2 separate regions of the Hordeum vulgare genome follow, and region 2 is linked to region 1. Evidence: chromatin contacts called from public Hi-C data. All regions are on one chromosome and are shown on one strand. The core of a region is the stretch at or near the end of the contact, and the rest is flanking DNA. Distances in the headings are between cores, read along the strand shown.

Region 1 (6,706 bases), core at 797-3,296:
GTGTCACACGTGCGGGATGTGGATGAGTAGCTGTTGTTGGACCGGCGTGTGGGCACTAATATCTGCGTTCGGACGTGTGGACAGTGTATTTGCCACATATGATCTTGTGGGGTCACTCTCTAAGGGTGTGTTCGATTTGAGGATAAGGTGTCATCGGATGGGTTGATTCATTCCCATGCAGCCCATCCTCGTGTTCGGTTGCGTTTGTATCCAGAACCGGATTGTCCGCATGCAGTGTATATTCCCTCCAGATGCTTCATATAGCGATGCGTGGGAATCGGTGGAACGGCCTCGTTATTAATCGATTCAACGCAAAAAAATGAAAAGAAACCAATGCCTCACCGCTCTCACCCCTCATGCCCCGAACCCTATCCCTCACCTCTTGTTCTTTCCTCCCAGTCGCCACTCTCCCTCTCTCTCGCATCTGGAGACAATTTTCCTCCCAACGGATCACAACGGGTCACAAATCTAATGTGGCCTTCTTAAATACCCCAATTGAGCACTACCACGCCATGGAGACAATTTCCCTGCAAAAAAGTGCTACAAGGAAGACTGCAAGGTCTGCTAATGATGACCTTTCCATTGAAATAGAAGATGATGACAATAGTAAGGTGAACATGTCACCAAATGTTGGTGAGTCCTCAAATCCCAATGAACCAGCAAAAGTGAAGGCTAAGGTGGTGAAAATAAGGATGATCCGTTGATGACAACTCTTCAAGATGGGTTCAAACTTGTAGCTGCAGCTCTTGTGAAGTCTGGTGGAGATGATGATACTATACCTGATGACCTTTGGGAAGTTGTCTCCGACACTATTGGATTTGCTGAAGGATACCTTGCTCACTACTATGCCCATCTTGTGGACAATCCCAAGATAGCAAGAGCTTTCATGTCGCTCGGGGAGTCTAACCGGTTGATTTGGGTGGGTAGGTATGTGACAACGAACTTCACATGAAGCATTTATTCGTATGGACTAGCGTGAGATGATGAACTTTGCATTATGAACTTGTATTGAACTTCAATTAAGAGAGATTTTGGATGACTAGTATGTGAACCATATGTATGGATTGTAATGAACAATATTTCTTTTCGATGATGACCTTGTGATATTGTTGCATCTTATGATATTTGTATTGAAAATCTGTTACATAATGTTATATATTTGTTTGACTTGTGATCATATACTATTAAATTGCTTGTTCAAAATACAAAGAAAATGTTGCCAAAATTTTGAATTATATGTTGTCCAAATGTAGAGAGATATATGAGCATATTAGAAGTAATCTCACCATTCATATGGAGAGGTGAGTGGAATGAGATTCTTCTCATTTCATCTCCCAACCCAAACACATGGATAAAATCAACCCATGTCATTTTTTATGTCCAACCGAACACAAGAATGAAATCAACTCATGCATCCGGAATGGAACCATGACATTTCATGCCTTTTGATCCTCAAACCGAACACACCCTAATATAACCGGACGAGGCGTATGATTGGATGTTCATTGTGACACAACACGTGTGATGAATATCAGGGTCCATAAACTAAGGAACAAATCAAGTATGGTGGCCGACTGATTTTACAATCGGGTTCTGTTAAACACAGTACTTTGACCTTGACAAGTTCTAGCTTGCGTAAACGACGATGACCGGCAGGTGGAGTAGCTTACCACCAGGAAGCTTATGCCTGTGCACAGCCTGTCCTCCCCCGTGCTACACGCCAGCAATCCCTGGTCAGCACAGCCATCAGAGACCAGTTAAGACGTACTAGGCGCCTGAATATTTGTTCATTTGGTCAGCTCATTTCCCATTACATGCTTGCATGTCTCTACAAATGCATCGGTCGGTTCATTTTGTCAGCTAATATTACCTTCACAGAGTAGTAATCCGTACTGGCGTGTTCACAAATGTGAGGCTCTGCTCGTCTGGTAGTCGGCCGAGGTGTGTGAACAGCGCGCGTTGACAAGTGCAAAAGCCAAAAGCCCCCATCCCACGACCGCCGTCCAGACGGGGAGCCTATCTGCTCGGCGCACTCGCGCCGCCTGGTCCAGTCCAGTCTCATGTGCCGCGTGAAACGAGGGGGATTTTTGTTCCGTTCTGCTTGCATATTCCCCGCCTTTGCGCGTAGCCTCCACCACCCCGTTCCCATTCCCGTTCCCAGCCAGCCAGCCAGCCAGACAGCCATTGTCTGCCTCAGTTTTTAACTAACTTGCGAATTCCGAGCTTCTCGACAGCGATCTTCAACCTACCCGTGCCTCTCCAACTCTTTCTTTTTCCTCGCCATTCCGGGTGTTTTCAATTCATGCGCGGGCGGTCGACGCCGGCCAGCAAATTTAATCTTCTTCCCCTACCGCGAGTTCCCTGCTGACCCCGAAACCGAGATAGTTTCAACGTTTCTTGGCCTTGGGCTGCTTCCCCTCGCCACGACCAAGCAACCTCGTCCACGACCTGCGGCTCTTCTCCTCCGGTCCGGCCGGATGGCATTGGACGTGCTCCTCAGGCTGCTGGTCCTCGCGGCCGTCGTGAGCGCCATGCTGGTGCCGGGCCACGCAGATCCCGCCGGCGCCGGGCTCGCCGTCGGGTTCTACGACAAGACTTGCCCGGCCGCGGAGGAGCTGGTGCTCGAGGAGATGCGGCACATCGTCCACGAGGACAGGACCCTCGGCCCGGCGCTGCTCCGGCTTCTCTTCCACGACTGCTTCGTCAGGGTGCGTCCTGCGCTGCTTTTCCTTGCCGTGCCCGAGCTGTGTAAATGTGTTTCGCTTAACCGGCCGGATGCGTGATCTGCAGGGGTGCGACGGGTCGATCATGCTGAAATCGAGGAGCAAGAAGGGGGAGAGAGACGCCATGCCGATGAGCTACAGCCTCCGCGGCTTCGACGAGGTCGAGAGGATCAAGGCCAAGCTGGAGGACGAGTGCCCGCTCACCGTGTCGTGCGCAGACATCATCATCATGGCCGCGCGGGACGCCGTGTACCTGGTAATTTAACAATCCCCCACTTTCATCGGCTCCATGGATTTTGTGACGCTTTGCTTCTAGTTCTAGCTGACCAAACACCGCCTCCTTGTTCCAGACCAACGGGCCACGGTTCCCGGTGGAGACCGGACGCCGGGACGGCAAGGTGTCGACATGCTACGACGCCGAGAACGACCTGGCGCCGCCGAACGCCAACATTGTGGACCTAAAGACCTACTTCAGCGTGAAGAACCTGTCGTGGAAGGACCTCGTGGTGCTGTCAGGGAGCCACACGATCGGGAGGGCGCAGTGCGCCGCGTTCGCGCCGGACCGGCTCTACAACAACAGCGGCAAAGGGGTGCAGGACCCGACGCTGGACAAGGCGTACGCCCCGGAGCTGCGGGAGAGGTGCGAGCCAGGCAACAAGAAGGACGAAACGCTGGTGGACATGGACCCCAAGAGCCCCTACGAGTTCGACCTCAGCTACTACCGGGACTTGTACAGCAACAGGGCCCTGTTCGTCTCCGACCAGGCGCTGCTCGACGACAAGTGGACGAGAGACTACGTGGCGAGGATGGCGGCGGCGGAGTCGACGGAGGAGTACTTCAGGGACTACGCCGCCGCCATGATCAACATGGGCAGGATGGAGGTGCTCACCGGAGCCGACGGGGAGATCAGGAAAATCTGCAGCGCGTACGTTGACTAATCGAGCCGGCGGTTGGTCGATGCGAGTTGGTGCAAGTGCCTCCATCGGTCGTCATGTGGACGGGGTCACGACGGCCGGCGTGGCCGCCAGCCGCAAGGCACTTGCATTATTCTAGGGGTGGTTAGAGAATTGACACCGCCACGCGGCGAATCTTCCTGTGTTTGTATGTAAAAAGTCGTCTCTTTGTTCTTTACACCGAATGCCCTTTGAGATTTAGCGAGCTGTAATTATATTTTTTTTGAGTCAATTACACTGGTCGTGTTAGAACTGGACGCAAAGGATCAATTTGGTGATAGAAGTTGTAGCATATATAGAACAAGTGCAATAACTTGGCTCAAATGTACAAATACGATGCAAATCCTGATTATGTACATCCAAACCGCTGACTAGGCATGCCAGCGTGGCGTGGGATCCGTCGTCAATGACTCGATGGCAAGGAGGCGACATGTGACCAGTATTTTACGAAAATCACCTTGAGTTTTTTTAAATCACAAAAAGGCTCCTGATGTTCTTTGGTGCGGTCGAATCTCATTTACTTTTTTGAATTTATTAAGAAAAATAGTGCTCCGCGCCACGAACCAGCGACCTCTAACTAGCATATAGATGGTCCTAGCCACCCCACCTGTAATGCATTCATTCAACATTCGTTCAACATTTAAAATACTATATATAAAGAACTACAATGTTTTTATAATAACAAATATGAATATTCGTAATTTATAATTTATAATCAAAATATTTGTATAATACAATTATATACATACAAATAAAAATGTTTATATAATTAAAAAATCAATAATTATACACACAAAATTTTCAAATCAGTTGAAACTATACACAAGTGGATATTTAGGAAATGTTTGTATTCATCATTTTGTATAATTTACATATAAGCTGCAAGTGTATATTTTTTGTATTTAAATATTTAAACATTTTTATTTAAGAAAAATTGAAATGGCTGTATTTACTAAATATTTTTATATAATACATGGGTGCACATTTAAATGTTTTTATTTACTAATCACCGTTTTTATGTGTACTATTTATATCCATACAAATATATATATTTATAACACATATATATTTGAACATTATTTTTCCCATATGTTTTACAAATATCTTAAAAAAACTAGTGCGTGCAAAATGGACGGCACTATATGCAACCCATTTAAGCCTCACATGTGTTGAGTTTATACTACATGAAGACGAGTCATCGATATTGTGCAAACTAGTGTGAGTGGTGGAGTGGTTAACTTTGGCAGCATTCCACCTGTTGGTTGCGAGTTCGCCCCGTTGAGGCTGTCTTATTCCCGTTTAGTATTTCCATACTGATAGTTGGGCCTCATGTGTCATACAAGCGGGAAAAATAAAATGCCTTCTTACGAGTTCATGGTGTTTTTTATGAAAAATGAAAAAAATCAAGGGGGTTTTCACAAAAAAGGCCACACGCATTCCTTCCTTCCTATCAATCGCTTATAGCAGGCTCCACGCCACGCTAACGCACCAAATCACCCTTATTTTCGTATCAAACGTGATTTGCACCGTATTTACATGTCTGAGCCAAGTTGTTGCACCAGTTCAATATATGCCACAAGTTCTAGCACCAAACTGATCGTTTGAGCCAAGTTCTACCACCATCGGTGTAATTACTCTATATTTTTCCTTGATTAACTAGTCATTTGCAGAAAGTATGAATACATTGCTAAGATTATTTCAAGCACAGCCCTCGATAGCTTAATTTAAGGGAGAAATTATCTTTTGAGGGATTAAGTGATACCTAATAGATCCCTCAAATATTCGGTTTGTTAAAAATAAAGATTTTGATTTCTCAAAACACAACCTCCTAGTCTAATTTTCTCTATGAAAGCCACTTCTCGGTAAAAATAAGAGATGAACACTGCCACATGTAGGCCGTGGCCACTCCCGCCACCACCTACCTCGGCGCCCACCACCTGTGGCGCCTTCCCTCAAGCCCCGCCTTCCTCCCACCATCGTCTTTGATGAGATCCTGGTGGAATTATTTTCTAAAAAAATTCCTCTTCTCTGTCATCTCCGACCGCGACGACACTTCTCCTCTACGTCCCGGCCCGGCAGTGCTCGATCTTGTCATTCCCAGCAAAAAGCAAACCGGGAGATCTTGGATTCGAATGCACTACCCTCCATGTTAAAGAAGGATGGAGTTCGCACGACAGGAGCTTGGGGATGGAGGGAAGTGGAGTAGTTAGGGTTTGATCCAGAGAGCATGTAGGGATGAAAATATGTGGGCTCGAGGTAAACCATAGTTGGCTGAATTCGACGTAACGGGGGCGTCTAAACGTCCCATATCAACCTTACATATGAGCTAGATGTGAGGGTTGCCGATAATCCCAAAATTTTGGGTTAGGCCTAGGATAGCCGATTGAGTTTCCTTTCTGTGCCTCGACAAACCACCTGAACGTTTGGGATGGATATTAAGCGTTCGATTGTAGATGTCAATAGGTCAAGCAGTGCAAGCTTATTTAGAACAAGTACTTGACTAAGAGAATCTATATTTGTGAAAGTGTGTTATATCGATTAGAGGGGGGGGGGGGGTGAATAGGCGATTTTTACAATTTCATCACCGAGGAAATTCCTAGTGAGGAAAGTCCTCAGTTATGAACTGAGTGCAGCGGAAATAGTACTTAGTCAGAAACGCAAAAACGTCTACAGCAAAATACTCAGCGTGAATTAAGAGAACCGGTTTGCACATGTCACAACTACAAGATGAGCAGGTAAAGAATAACTCAGGTGAAGAATTTGGGGTGAGTAATTCAGAGAAAGTCTTCAGTCAAATTCTTCAAAGAGTACATATGAAAGTCTTCAACATGCAATTGAGGAAATGTAACAAATTGAGGAAATAGAACGAGTAGGTCGATGAAGACAGTTGTTGATGACCCAGTTCCAACTGCTGTGACAGTTCTACGTCTCATTTGGAGCGACTTGGTATTAAAACCAAAGGACACAAAGTCCCGGGACACACAGTGCCTACCGTATTCTCCTTGAGATAAGGACACACAGTCCTCGCCC
Region 2 (7,270 bases), core at 934-3,433, 220 kb before region 1:
GCCGTCGCGGCCAACCTCAACCGCCAGCGCTGCCGATCACAACCCACCCGGCTCCGCGGCCGTACCTATCCCCGCTCACTGCCCCTGTTACGGCGCTCGAGCGCATCGCGTCGACCCTGGTCCACCCTGGCATGTGCCCAGGCCGCTGCCACACCACTCGCCGCCGCGGCCGACCTCAACCACCACTGTTGTCGATCTCAACCCACCCACCTCCGCGGCCGTACCTCTGCCCGCTTGCTGCCCCCGTTTCGGCGCTCGAGCACAACTTTTGGATCAAATCAACGCGACAGCTACAGTGACTGCGGATGGCCAGATAAGGCGAGGCGGAGCGAAGTACTTGCAGGTGGAGGCGGGCCTTCATGGCTCACACGGGGAACTCCGAGGTTATGGCGCGGCAACGACGACTCCTTATGGCCAGATAGAGGCGCCTAACCCTTGCTCCCATCATCGTATCCCCTCCTCCGGCAGGAACTCATCATCTGGTGAGATCCCCTCCCCATGCCTCCAACCGTGTGTCAAGCACTGGCAAGAAATTTTGTTTTGTGGGGATTTGTTTGCTGATGAATGAATGTATTGAATGTAAGATTGTATTGTTGTAGAGACAGAGAATGGACACCATCTTCAGTTTGTCATCTGATCTCACATTCTCTACACCATGAGTGAAATAAGATAACAGTCCATTGATCAATTCACATAGCCTCTTTGTTTTGCTTTGCTTGTCCCGCTCAATTTCTCATTATGGTGGAATCAACAATGGACGGGTTGATTTTTCAACAAAATAGGATAGGACTGACAACATTAGTTAGTTAGCTTATTATTTTAATAAATTAAAATGATTATAAAAAGATTAAAAGCGTGTGGTATTTTTTTCTCCCGTTGCAACGCACGGGCCCTTTTGCTAGTATTATAATAGCGACAAGATACATATGCACCACGATACGATGTTGAAACATCATCTGTCTGAATTTTTTTCATGAATAGAGTACAATAGAAGTCTCTGAAACATAACGAAGGGACAAACCATGAAGGTAGGTAACAACAGCGCAGTAGAAAATCACAAATGCCGACAACGACAGGGTACCAAAGGTAAACAGATGGACAGACCATCAAGGCAACGTGCGCGGCACCATCGTCAAGTAGGAGCATACGTGTTTTATTTTTCTGCGAGGAAGTCAAGCAGCATACTTGACGGCGATGTCAGCGAGACAGCGCGCCAGCTCGGTCGGCGTCGAGAGCAACGCCATGTGGTCCGCCCCGTCGATTTCCTTCACCTCATCCACGGGGTAGTTCTGCACCATCCACCGCTGGAACCCCTCGACGATGGCGTGATCGTCCTTGAACACGACGTACGCCTTGCGCACCGACCCGTAGCGGGCCTCGGTGTATGGCGGCTGCAGCCTCAGGTCGTCCACGAACATCGAGCTGACCCTCATCAGGGATCTTCCCAGCGTCAGGTCCTGCCAGCCATATGATTCCGACATACAACGTTAGAATCTCGATCGATATTCAAGCTGATTGAGTAGAATAAAATGTGCATGCGCAGGTAATAACAGTACGTACCTCCGGCGAGCACAGCTGGAAGAACTTTGCTCGCGTGACCAGCGGCCCGAACAGCATGGAAGTGGGCAGCTTGCCCTCGGGATCTTGAGGCCTAAACTCCGTGTCCATCCAGTCCAGCGTTCTCCCCTCCACGAACTTTTCAAGCACGTACGACGGCGGCGAGCTGTGGTCCGGCATGAAGGCGGAGACGAACACCGCGGCGGCGATCCTCTCCGGGAACAGCTCGCAGGCGAGGGCGACGTTCACGCCGCCGAGGCTGTGGCCGACGAGCACCACCGTCTCGCCGGGCGGGAGGGACTCGAGGAGGTCCAGCAGCGGCTTGGTGTAGTCGCGGAACGTCGGCACCTCGCGCAGAGGCGTGGGATCGACGCCCGACGCAGCCAGGTCGGGCGTGCTGACGCGGTGCCCGGCCGACCTGAGCCGCGTCGCCACCTTGAACCAGGACCAGCCGCCGAGGCATGCGCCGTGCACCAGAACGATGTGCTTGCTGCAATCTTGGCCTGCGGAAGCCTTCATGTGCATGTGTGTGGTTTGTGACTGTTTTTCTGTGCTTGAGCTAGCTGTGGCTCCGATGTCTACGCAATGGGACTCTGTGGGATTTATATAGCCGCTCTCGAAGGTTTGGATTGCCAAACTGACATGGACCGGAAGAACCAAGTGGAAGGAGTTTATGGAGCTTATTAGCTAGCGAGGATAAGCATGAATAACCATGTATGTGAAGTCAAAGGCAAAATGAAGCGAGAGGGGATCCACTTTTAAAAAAGTACTAGAAGAGATCTTAGATATGACATGTACTCCATCCGTCTCAAAATAAGTGTTGTAAATTTAGTATTTCCTCTGTTTCTAAATACAAATCTTTTTAAAAGTTTCATCAGAAGACTACATACACATCTATATAGACATATTTCAGAGTGTAGATTCATTCATTTTGCTTCGTATGTAGTCCCCTATTAATTTTTTTATAAATACTTATATTTAGGAACGGATGACGTACTAAGTTAGTATAATTTTTGTACTAAAGAAGCGACACTTATTTTGGAACGGAGGAAGTACATTGGAGATGATCTTATTTTTAGGGTCTCGATATTCACCACAAGTGCGACATATTAGACATTCACCCACACACCATGTGTGGAATACGCAGGAGGCAGCCCACACACGCCGTATGTGGGTGAGCATAAGAACTACTTACACGTACGTGTGGGCGCAGCTACTTCGCGTCACACATCCAACAAGTACTACTCATCCTCACTCCGTGCGTGTGAAATCTTCCCACATGTCCTAGCGCAGCTACGTTAGTTACCCACGTGATGACCATTTGGTTACCCCAAGGACGACAACTTTAGTTCCCCGGAAGGACAAATGTAGTTGTAAAAGTATGACAACTTTCTCTGTTTTGATTAATTATAGTTATCCGTGCGATGATACTTTAGTTATACAGGGATAGTTGTCATGTGTGTTTATCTAGTTGTCACGTGTGGTTCAACCGTAGTTTCCATGTATGGTTAATCATAGTTGCCATGTGTGTTCACCTGGATGCCACATACGCGCAACTGTAGTTGACATCTAGCAATGAATCATAATTATCATGTGTGTTTACCTAGTTGCCACATACGCGCAACTGTTGTTGTCATCTAGCAACATACGAGCATCGTGTGAGCGAAGAACAGTTTGCCCACACGTGCATGGGCTAGGTCGTGATTATATGGACAGAAACTGGTTCGCCTACACGGCGCAACTGGCAACCACGCCTTATGGGTCGTGTGAGTGAACTCTCCAACGTCCATACATACGATGATGCCTAAATGACACTGAAATTTTGACAAATTTCTTTAGAATTTGTGCAAAACAGATTCAATATGGATTGATGCATGTGGATGAAGTGTGCAAACATGCCACACATTGGGCGTTATCATTTGGGTGTTTTTAAACCAATGCACTTCCTAGTAATTATATCTAACCAATGCCACGTAGTATTATGATGTGCAATACAGTAATATCTTGCCTAATATTAACATGCATCACACGTACATAGTCGATATAAGGTAGCAACTATCAGCCTCGCATGTAGAATTTCATGCATAAGTCAGTTCAATGCGAGGGTGTCAAAATAAACTGACCCTATCCAACTTATTCTAGAAGATAACTTATTTTGATAACCAAGAGCTACACCTTTTTCATTTTTATTAACCTAGTCATGGCTCTGATACATAGTAGAATTGCAGGCACCAGCCATTTAACCCAAAACTCATGCTAATAGAAAAAGGAGGATTGCACACTTATACATCAACATCGAGCAATGAAGAGGTTGCGGGGCGCACCATCGACCCGTTTGGGAGAGAGAAAAAAGCCAGCTCCGCGATTTTTATATAATATCTTTATTTTTCAAGGGTGTTTGTTGCATTTGTCTAGTTAATAGGACAACATGTTTTTCAACGAAAAAATATAATAACATTTATATTTCCATGCAAAGTTAGTACATATAATTGATGCTCACAAACTACGCTACAAACAATACAAGTTTAGTAATTATTTGGAGATGTGCTTTTAGGATTTAATGCTTTTTATTTTGTGACATTGAAACATTTAGTGTGTAAGATTCAATTATATATATATATATATATATATATATATATATATATATATATATATATATATACAAAATTGACATCTAGTAATATTACATCCATTATTTTCTCCTTAAAAAATATTTTCGCTATTAAATACTTAGTTCAATATCAATCTAGAAGAATCACCACACGTTGTTGCTGGAATGTTTGTAATATATTTAAATGATATTTGGATATAAAGAACATGAATAACTGAGAATACATATGATTTACTGTGTTTGATTATTCTATAGTTGTAAGTATTTGTTAAATACAAATATCACAATAGAATAAAAATACTTATGCATGTTTGCATGTTGATCAGGTGAGTTTTCTTACTCATAGTTGCATGTTGAGATTGATTTTTTTACATGCATGTTTGTATGTTGATGAGGCATGCTTGCATGCTAGAAAAATATGTTAGTGGCGATTAACTTTTTAGTACAAGATACAACATTCCCAAAAAATGAAAATACCATGACATCCTCGTAATTTACTATGCAGTAGTTGACTATGTTCGCTTGGGAGTGGTAACGGATATTTTCTGGCTACCGAATAGTTTCTTGCTGATCGAGGTATTATCAGCCCCTTTGCATTGCAAAAATCCTAAAATGGGGTTTTACTATTTTTTGAAAGTTGCAATGAGAAATTCGACAGAGCTAACATCGTCGATACAACGCGATGTGCACATGTGCAACGGTTTGATAGAAGTTGAATTATTGTGGAAATCTGGGAGACGTTGACGGCAGGATTAGTCAAAGACAATCATCGTTAACTATTCGCCGGGGCCACTATAAAACGCTGCTCTAGAGACAACTGTCCGTGCAAGTTGCAACAACAGAAGATCTTTTCCTTTCTTTACCATGAAAATTACTCTCTTTGTTTTTAAATATTATTTTTAAAGATTTTATTAAAAGACTACATACGGAACAAGATGAGTGAACATATGATATAGAATCTGTCTATATATATTCCTATGTAGTCTTTTAGTGAAACCTTTAAAATAATTTATATTTAGGAATGGATAGAGTATATGTTGTTTAAATGCAAACCAAACAGAGCACCACGTCCCAGGTGTTTCAATAGATCAATCAAACAAGCAATATCATGGTTCTTGTGATTGATCTCAACTGTCAAGTTATTTACATTATATTAGCTCCTACCGGCCAAAAAGAAAAAGAAAAACATTAGCTCCTGCCTTTGGCCGAGAAAAACAAGCTGGAGATTCGGTGATGGTGAAAGATAGTAATCCCTAGAGAACATCAAGATGTCAACCCTCGTTCTTACTTCTTAGTATAAAGGCTCGAGCATATCCGCTCCTCATGGGTATAAGATTTTGAATTCTTTTATGCCTCTCCCAGAGACTATAGTTGGCATCCACGACCACGAGGGTGCAGGGATGTCCAAATTTAGAATACGGCACTCGTTCAGAGCGTGTACACAAAAGAACTGGAGCCTCCAGGTATGCACCAACTCCTATACAGATCTGGTTCTTCTCGTAGAACAAGTTACACAGATGCGAATTTTTTGTTCAAAAGAATCATTAGCTCAGTCGAATTGCCGAAAAAGATCATCAGCACAATGCATTGCGAAAAAAGATCATGTGCGATCCTGACGACAGGCGCGCGAGATGAACCTGCCGCCATCGGTCGAGGCGGTTGGAGCTTGTCACCATCAGGCCAGGCGGCCGACCAAGAATGCCGTTGCATGTGTTATCCCGTGACGGAAATGGATAAAGGTGAGTCCCTGCCGCCACCAGCCGAGGTGGCCGGCACTATTTCATCACGCGCCGATTGTGATGTGAGACGGTGCTGGAAGCGAAGCTGGGATGGCGCGTGAAGCGAGGCTGAGATGCTGCTGCGAGTGAGGCAGACAGCCTTGAACTGTTGATGCGGTGGAGATACAATGTATTTTTGACCCGTTCTACCGACAATAGGTGTTCTTGCTCTTTATATACCAGCTGCTCCTGCTGTTGCGGGCTCTGCCTCCTCCTCTCTAGCTCTCTTCTCTTCCGCCTGGCTCTCTTCTCTTCTGTTTGAAGAACACACACACACAGCTCTCCTCTTTTCTCTTGGAGTCACGATTTATGATGCTTTAGAGTTGAATTTCAAACATGTTGTAGTTGAACAGAAGATAGATCAAGGTAAGATCTATCCATTTTTATAGGTTACGTTCACATGCATGATGTTTTTACTCTATTTGGTTGGTTTTTAAGTATGCATTCTCTGTTGTTTGAGGTCTGTAATTCATCGCTTTGTGTAGTAATTTGGAGCTTTAGGAGTACGCTCTGCGAGGCTATGTGAACTACAAAGTTAAAGATCAAGGTATGATCTTTACAATACCTTAATTTTTATGGACATGTGATACGTCTCCAACGTATCTATAATTTTTGATGGTTCCATGCTATTATCTTGTCAACTTTGGATGTTTTATATGCATGAATATGCTATTTTATATCTTTTCTGGGACTAACCTATTAACTCAGTGCTAAGTGCCAGTTTCTGTTTTTTCCGTGTTTTTGACCTTTTTCAGAGTAGAATATTAAACGGAGTCCAAACGTAATAAAACCCGCGGGATGATTTTTTCCATAACAGAAGATACGCATGGGACTTGAGAAGGCAAAGGACCTCGGGGGAGGTCATAAGCCCCCTAGCCGCGGCCTGGAGGGACCGCGCCTAGCAGGCTTGTGGGCCCCACGTGGCTCCTTTGCCCTACCTCTTGCGCCTATAAATTCTCTAAAAATCCAAAACCACCAGAGAGAGCCACGAAAATACTTTTCCGCCGCCGCAAGTTTCTGTCTCTGCAAGATCCCATCTGGGGACCGTTCTGGTGCCCTGCCGGAGGGGGGATTCGGACACGGAGGGCTTCTTCATCAACACCATTGCCTCTCCGATGATGCGTGAGTAGTTCACCACAGACCTTCGGGCACATAGCTAGTAGCTAGATGACTTCTTCTCTCTCTTGGATCTTGCATGAAATCTATCCCTCTACATCATGTCATCTTGCTTAAGGCGTTACTCTGTTTGTTATGAACTCAATAAACTAGATGCATGCTGGATAGCGGTCGTTGTGTGGAGTAATAGTGGTAGGTGCAGAAAGTA

The links. Hi-C and Micro-C count contacts between places; a contact is called where the count stands out from the background.
Region 2: a Hi-C map of leaf shows a contact between it and region 1, with 2.3 times the contacts expected there. The contact joins the promoter of LOC123440350 here to the promoter of LOC123440349 in region 1. A contact is called at or near these places in 2 of 6 Hi-C or Micro-C datasets (both in leaf).

Annotation. Positions count from the first base shown.
Region 1 is chr3H:513,737,800-513,744,505 of MorexV3_pseudomolecules_assembly, reverse strand. It overlaps LOC123440349 (peroxidase 56-like), which reads left to right and starts at 2,046. Exons shown (of 3, transcript XM_045116921.1): 1 at 2,046-2,708; 2 at 2,791-2,979; 3 at 3,074-3,925. The coding sequence starts at 2,478. The coding sequence ends at 3,661.
Region 2 is chr3H:513,955,560-513,962,829 of MorexV3_pseudomolecules_assembly, reverse strand. LOC123440350 (salicylic acid-binding protein 2-like) reads right to left here and starts at 2,183. Exons shown (of 2, transcript XM_045116922.1): 1 at 1,561-2,183; 2 at 945-1,457. The coding sequence starts at 2,082. The coding sequence ends at 1,173.